Regions from separate parts of the Mus musculus genome. Here region 2 is linked to region 1. The links are chromatin contacts, called in public Micro-C maps. All regions are on one chromosome and are shown on one strand. Each heading gives the region's core, a stretch centred on a gene start, on an enhancer-like site or on the middle of the called end of the contact. The rest is flanking DNA. Distances are from core to core; before and after follow the strand shown. Region 1 overlaps Lamc3 (laminin gamma 3). Region 2 overlaps Abl1 (c-abl oncogene 1, non-receptor tyrosine kinase).

Region 1 (3,638 bases), core at 474-2,973:
TCGTTGGCATCCTCGGCGGTGCCTCGGGCCCACGGACGGTCCTGGAAGAAGGGCAGACAACGCTCGCAGTCCACTCCTGTGGTGTTGTGCTGACAGCGGCAAGCCAGCTGACCAGCCGCATTGGGTTCGCATTCACTGGCGTGACCATTGCATTTGCACCTGAGGAGAACACCGGGAGGAAGGGCCTGGAGACACTGAGGGGAGGAGGGTGCCCCTCGAAGGCAGTGCAAGTGTGGGCCTCCCTGAGCCCTGACTCCATCCCTGGGGCAGTGATAAGGAGAACCCTGGGGTTCCCAAATATCTATGGATTGGGGTCTGTTGTCCCTTGGAGAAGTGGGTTTATTTGATCTTGCTCATCTCCTTCACAGGTCACCGTGAAAGGAAGTCAGGGCAGAAACTCAAGGCAGGAACCTAGAGGTAGGAGCTGATGGGGAGGCCATGAGAGAATGCTGCATACTGGCTTGCTCTCCATGAGTTCCTCAGCCTGCTTTCTTGTATAACACAGGACCACCTGCCCAGAGATGTCACCACCCACAGTGGGCTGGATAATGCCATGTCAACCTTTTTTTTTTTTTTTTTGGTTTTTCGAGACAGGGTTTCTCTGTGTAGCCCTGGCTGTCCTGGAACTCACTTTGTAGACCAGGCTGGCCTCGAACTCAGAAATCCACCTGCCTCTGCCTCCCGAGTGCTGGGATTAAAGGCGTGCACCACCAAGCCCAGCTTGTCAGCCATTTTAAAAAAAACTGTCTCAGAGACTTGCCTACAGGCCAGTCTGGTGGAGATATATATTTTTTTCAATTGAGGGTTCCTCTTCCCAAATGACTGAAGCCTGTGTCTTTTTGACAAAATTCTAGCTAACCAGCACACCTGTCTTCGCCAGCCTCCTGTTGTCAGCTTTGAGCAGATTGAGAAACTGAGGCCTGGAAGGCTGTCCAAGGCTGCAACAGAAGGTCTCTGCCTGGGAACTCTGGGGGAACCTGGGGCTCAGGGAGAAGTCAATTCAGCTTCCTGGGTCAGGGAGGGCAAGAGGTCACAGGGTCAATCCTTCGAGGGCTGGGGTCACCTCAGGTAATTCTGCAATTGTGTCAAAAAGAGCAAGAAAGGAGTGTCCAATGCAGTGGGGAAAGCTTCCAAGTAGGCGGCAGAGTCTGCGCCCTGGGCCTGCATTCCCATGACACCCACAAGGTCAAGGGACGTGAAGTCCACAAAAACAAAACGATGTGCTTTGGGAGGTGGGTAATGTAGAGTGCCGGGTAGAGGCTGACATTGTGTGGCCACCATCACTGGTGGCTCAGAGCCCATGGTGGCCTGCTCCTGCCTTGCTTAAGATGAGGTCCCACAAATAGCATCAGACCTCTCTAGAGTCTTTGAAGGTGGGAGTGTCCTTGGAAGTGGGAGTGTCTCTGGAGGTGGGAGTGTCCTTGGAAGTGGGAGTGTCTCTGGAGGTGGGAGTGTCCTTGGAAGTGGGAGTATCTTTGGAAGTGGGAGTGTCTTTGGAGGTGGGAGGGACTTGTACTCCCCAGCTGCAGCAGACACTGAGGGACAGAGCACAAGACAGAGCCCATCCTGGCTTCCCAAAGTCAAGTCCTCAGAGGGCAGTGTGGGATAACTGGCCATTACCAGGGCCCCATCTCTAATTTGGGAACACAGAGTTTTGGTACTGTTTGTTCATGAGCTCGGGGTAGGCAGCAACACCCTGTGGCTGCTGGTAGGAATGAGTCAGCATCAGTCAGTCATGGAAGACAGGTGGTCACCACGGGAACTAAGGAAGTATACTCCATCCCTGAGAGGATGCTGCAAGCTCCTGCTCCCCCATGAATCCTTCTGACCCAAGGGAAGGTGCTGTTCCTTCCTGAGAGTGGCCTTCACAGCCAGCTGTGGGGCCCAGGGTGGTTTGGGTCCCGCAGCTGGGACCCAGATGTTCTCTGGCCTGCAGCCCCTCACAGCAGGCATAGCAGATGGAGGTCATGACTGTCTTTGGAGTCCTGCTGGGAGGTCTGACCTGACTTACAGTGTGTGTGGGTCATCTGTAGCTTCTCACCTGTGTCCCCTGAGATCCTCTCACACATAGTCTTCCATGGAAGGGCAAGGTATTGGGCACAAGCTCCTCCCCACCTCCTCCATCTTTAACATCGCCCAGGAATCTCTGCATGGTGGGAGCCCAGCATCTGGGGGCCATCCTCACTGTCAGCCCACATTCACTACCTGTCACTTTGAGCTACATCCTCATCTTCTTACAGGTCAGCCCAGGCTCCCGGCCCTGACAGTATCATCATGGTCCCAGCTCCCTGCCTCTTGCAGGTTCTGCCTCCTCCCTGTCCTCACCCTGTCCCACACTGCTGTACCAAGGATGGATGACTCATATTGTCCACCAGACAGGATCTAGAATCACCCGGGAGACAAACCTCTGGGAGGGTCTGCTGAGCAGGGACAACCCAGCCTGAGTCCTGAGCGAGGGAGGTATTGTCCCATTGACTGGGGTCCCGGGTGGATAATGAGAAAGCAAGCTACATGTCTGTGTTCACCTCCCTCTGACTCACTTGCTGCCGTCATGCTGCTGGACCCTCCAACTATACTTTGGTGAGCCAAAATCTTTCCTTCCTTAAGGTGCCTCTGTTGGGCATTCTGCCCAGGGCACCCCTAGCATTTGTTCTGCAGAACTGAGTCAGGCCTTCGGGCACACTGGGGCACACTGATGTGTTTATTGAGAGCTGCTGGATTCATGTCTGATATGCCAGCTACAGGCCTGGGGTGGGAATTCATTGTCTCTTCTCTTTCCTGGTGGGAACGTGATGGGGGTAGCCTGTGGAGGCAGAAGGGAGCCAGCAGCAAGGCTTCAAATGCATACAGGTTTTGGGGGTCCTGTTTATTTCTCATCTGGATCACCCCAGGTACTTTACCAGCAGCTGCTCTGTGGCTCATAGACCTGAGGTGGGGCCTGTTGCCCGCCTCCCCCTGGTCCTGTGCCCTGCTTCCAACCTACCTGCCACCCACAGAGAAGTCAGACACAGCGTAGTAGTAAGACTGGAGCACTCTGGGGTCCTTGAAGATGTCATCCCCAAACGTGTTGAGCCGATCTAGAGAGATCAGGATGTCAGTGCTGGTGACCCACTCCTGGGAAAGGAAACAAGGACACCATGAGTAAGTATTCTTGGCCTGCTCCCCTGGGATATCCTGCCCACTGGTCCTCGGAAGGTGGGGGTGGCCGTGGGGCACAGGGACCAGCTGGCCAAGACAAATCCTGAGGACAGACCTGAAATTAGGAGACCTGGGTCAATCTTGCGACAAGGCCCAATGTCTCGGTGCCTCTGTTTCTCTATGTGCAAAATGCAGCTGGGTTAGCTCCCCTGATGGTGTGAGAAGGAGGAGGAGTGTGGTAACGTTAGCCACTGGTCACAGGGCCTGGCATCTGCACAGACATGTGTGTGTGTGTGTGTGTGTGTGTGTGCGCGCGCGCGCGCGTGTGTGTGTGTGTGTGTGTGTGCCTGTGTATACAGTGGCTGAGGAAGCCCATCTGAGACCCTACGTGTGGGTCACCTGCCTTCTCTCCTGCTCTGTTTTCTCCCTGTAGCTCCTCATAGGCAGAGGATTGACACCCCAGAACATGAGCCCCACAAGCCAGAGCCCCTGGGCTCTGC
Region 2 (3,638 bases), core at 497-2,996, 110 kb after region 1:
GTCCCCAGAAGCTTTCAAATACCCTGCTGTGGAGCAACAGTTCCTCAGCAAATACCAGTCGGGCTACAGCAGCAACACCACAAGCAGACAGGGTGGCAATGGGGGCAGGTCCTGTCCCATGACCTGGAGTTGTTAATTACCTCACATATAAAATGACGACAGTAACAGGGTGTGCCTTGGGCAGCTGTATGTGATATCCCTACTTTCTTCTTGCTTCCTGATGTTGACTCAAGTGTTTGAGAAACTCTCCCATATAATCACCTCCTGAATCTTCACGGGAGGAAGGGTCTAATCTTTGGTTCATGGCTGTTAACCATGAAGTCCTGAGGTAACTGGGAACCAAGGAATGAGAGTATGAGGCAGCTCAGGGCAACGACTGCGTGATACAGCTTGATCACCAGCAATGAGAGAAAAATTAAACACACAAGAGTTGTGCCTAATAGGATTTTTGGTAAGGCATTTTTAGTATGTGAATGGAGGGGGAACGGAGCTGGCCATGCAAGGCGAGCCAGAAGTCAGGAAATCTCAATTTGCAGCATCAGAGGCTACACTTTGCTGAGCGACAGGAGCATTTGGATTGGGCTCTCGTGGAGCAGAAAAAGATCTGTCTTCCGAGGGGCTGCCAGCATTTCATACACGCTACTTATTCCTGGCTATGAAATCTCATGTTGAGGTTTCACACTTGAGTTAATTGGGTAGGAAAGGTCACCACAGTGGCGTGGAGAACATCTTGCATGACGGAGTTGGGCCAAGCCCATCAGGCTCCCTCCTGCACAGGTTGTCACTCTGCTAGGAAGCCACTTCCACCAGCAAAGCATGCAAACCCAGATAATTGTGGCACACTTGAAGGTCAAAACACTCTGGGTTTTAAAAACAGCAACCGGCTTGCATGTATATAATTCTCCAGCCATGGAAACATCCCTAAACCCGGTGACAGCTGGTAGGCAAGGAAACACAAAGAAAAGGAGGAAAAGCCACACAATGAAGCTAAGCCCAGGCAGAGAGAGGCTTTACCGAGTGAGTGCTGGCCTCAGGAATGCTCGGTTTCAGAGGGAACCAAGACTATCAGGAAGAAGGCCTTTTACGAATTTCATTTAATATTCAACTAAATCCGAAGTGGCTCAGAAATGAAACACTTCTTTCCCCAGGGATTAGCTGCTCCACTGGCCCAGGCCTTGAAGCATTTAGTCCCGCAAGCAGCGCTTACGTCAGGCACTTGTGTCTGCCAGGACCAAGGCTGGGGCTGAGCCCTAAGACCGCACAGCTGGGTCCTCTGCTTTACCCAGCCCTACCTGTGGATGAAGTTCTTCTTCTCCAAGTACTCCATGGCTGATGAGATCTGTGTGGCCATGTAGAGCAGTACCACGGCGCTCACCTCCTGCCGGTTACACTCCCTCAGGTAGTCCAGCAGGTTCCCATAGGTCATGAACTCAGTGATTATGTAGAATGGTGGTTCCCGGGTACACACCCCTGACAACAGACACAGAGGCTTCAGCATGTGGCTCAGGGAAAGGAGCCCTAGGAAAGTCTGGCACTAAAAGGGGTCCTGGCCTGGTAGGAGGGCTCAGTGGATAAAAGCACTTGCCACGCAGGCCTGACCCCAGACCCCACATGAAGAACTGAGCAGACAAAGCATGGTTAGTCTGACCTCCCCACACGCCCTGAAACACTCAGTTCTCTTTTATCAGGAAGGGGTGCCCACTCAGCCAGACATTTGGAGCAGAGCCCTGCAGAGCCAGCAGTGGCGGCTCCTCTTCTGAGTCCGTGCTTGGTTACCTAGCAGCTGCACCAGGTTAGGGTGTTTGATCTCCTTCATCACCGCCGCTTCCTTCAGGAACTCCTCCACCTCCATGGTGTCCTCCTGCAGAAGGGAAGTTCAGATGCATGAGATCTGTTTAGCAAGGAAGTGCCTAGGAGGGAAGACAGCTTCAAGGGCTAAGGCAGTGACAACCTCCCCTCAGTCTAGGCCACTGCCTCTGATGAGCACTGGATACACTGCCCTTGAGAGGCTCAAGGAGTCTTGTCCTGGTGATGTGAAGACTCCTGTGGGGCAAATTCTCACCCAGGGCTCATGTTGTGAACAGCTGCCCCCAAGCTGACGGAGCAATTGTGGGAGGCTGTGGAACCCTCAGGAGCTAGGGCTTGCTTGGGAGGAGTTCTCATTACAGGCAGGTCTCGAAAGGTCAGACCCAGTCTCTGGTTCTCTTCCTGGGCTACAATCATGGGAACAACTGTGTCACACACTCCTGCCACCAAAGAACAGCCGCTCTGCCATGCTTTCTGCAGTGGTGGACTGAAAGCTTTGACACCATGAGCCAAGTTGGATCTTTTCTCCCTTCAGATGTTCCTGTCAGGTATCCTGTCTGGCCCAGTGAGTCAATGGGCCATAGGTCAGAGTGGCCTGGTATTGCTGTGGACCTTCTGTGGGGTCTTAGAACTATTTTTACAAGTACTGTTTGCTTCCTGACCCAACACCCTTAACATTAAAAGAGGAAACAGTGTGAAGAATCTGAAATGCAGCTGGCTTGAGAGATCCACTTTCCAGAGTGCCTCACAGGTCAGATAGACCCTGAGCTACTTAGTTATGCACTGCCATGAGCACCTAATGAAGCAATCATCACTGACTAGGGGGTCAATCACCCAGATTCTAAATCAGTCTTACCAGCAGCTCTCTGAGCACGCAGAGAACCATCTGTGTAGGTCACACAACACAGGGCCAGAGATGGACCCTTTCCAGGCTGAGTCTGAAGGGCTGTGGTCTGTACTCCTCGGCCTCCTTAAACCTAAGCCACTGTTGCTTTGAATCAACTCCCACAAGCAGGAAGCAGCAACAGTGAGTGGCAGGGTCTCCCTAGCTGCAAGAACAAGGCTCTGGAGGCAAGGACAGTAGGCCACATGTGGTGTCTGCAGGGAGTCTGCCTGTGTGGTACGGAAGAGGTTTCATGAAAATCAGCTTCCCTGGGCAGAGAGCCTCATCAGACCTCATGCTAAGTGTGCTTTTGTTCTTGGTGCTTTTCCGCTTTGGTCAGCCACAATGAGAAGCAAATCACGACCAGAGCCAGCGTGATGACGTGTTATCACCAAACATGGGTTCTAAAAGACTATGGAGATGCTGTCTACTGTTCTTTAACAGCATGGGCTGCTCTCATGTACCACAGCATGCGGCTGCTGCTGCCCAGCTGTGCGGAGGACATTCATCCCATGCCGCCCACCACTGGCTGCTGGGCTCTTCAAGTCTCTTCTGTTCCTCAGCTTCCCAAAAGCGAGTCTGGCTCTAGTGTGCAGCACTCTGAAGTACCCGGTGACACACCATGGATACCTGCCAGAGCCAGGAGCCAATGCTGCACAATACAACTGGCTTTGACACAACTGCTCTCCAGTGATACTGTCTAACATCTAAACCTTTCTGTTCTATAGCAGTGCACCTCACAGGCTCATCATCAGAAATCTCAGCTGTTGTGGAGCCACGTACCCTGATCCAGAAGACCAATGATCTCAAGGCAGAATTATTTAAAAGCATCTTCTTGCTTTGACTGCAGATCCCCACCGCCTCTCACACATGTACTCACACCCTGTGCAATCATTCCTTCCTGTCTATCTGCATGTCTGTCTCCATCACACACACACACACACACACA

Evidence for each region. Hi-C and Micro-C count contacts between places; a contact is called where the count stands out from the background.
Region 2: a Micro-C map of muscle stem cells shows a contact between it and region 1, with 3 times the contacts expected there. The contact joins two enhancer-like sites. A contact is called at or near these places in 2 of 39 promoter capture datasets (the SN4741 cell line and macrophages), 2 of 15 datasets of contacts at CTCF or cohesin (hippocampal excitatory neurons and large pre-B cells), 65 of 484 Hi-C or Micro-C datasets (the 3T3-L1 cell line, 3T3-L1-derived adipocytes, 8-cell embryo and 42 more), 9 of 115 datasets of contacts at active chromatin or transcription factors (the HPC-7 cell line, T-cell acute lymphoblastic leukemia, astrocytes and 6 more) and 3 of 9 other capture datasets (adipose tissue, liver and pancreatic islet).

The regions. Positions count from the first base shown.
Region 1 is chr2:31,899,951-31,903,588 of GRCm38.p6, reverse strand. Lamc3 (laminin gamma 3) reads right to left here. Exons shown (of 28, transcript NM_011836.4): 3 at 2,984-3,114; 4 at 1-159. Among named protein-coding and RNA genes, the nearest start is that of Lamc3, 14 kb to the right of the region's middle. Within about 2 kb of position 1,723, at least 29 of the 459 cell types and tissues checked have an H3K27ac peak or open chromatin away from gene starts, as enhancers often do. A contact at or near this core is called in muscle stem cells, where this site is marked.
Region 2 is chr2:31,788,494-31,792,131 of GRCm38.p6, reverse strand. Abl1 (c-abl oncogene 1, non-receptor tyrosine kinase) reads right to left here. Exons shown (of 11, transcript NM_009594.4): 5 at 1,777-1,861; 6 at 1,293-1,470. Among named protein-coding and RNA genes, the nearest start is that of Qrfp, 20 kb to the left of the region's middle. Within about 2 kb of position 1,746, at least 9 of the 459 cell types and tissues checked have an H3K27ac peak or open chromatin away from gene starts, as enhancers often do. A contact at or near this core is called in muscle stem cells, where this site is marked.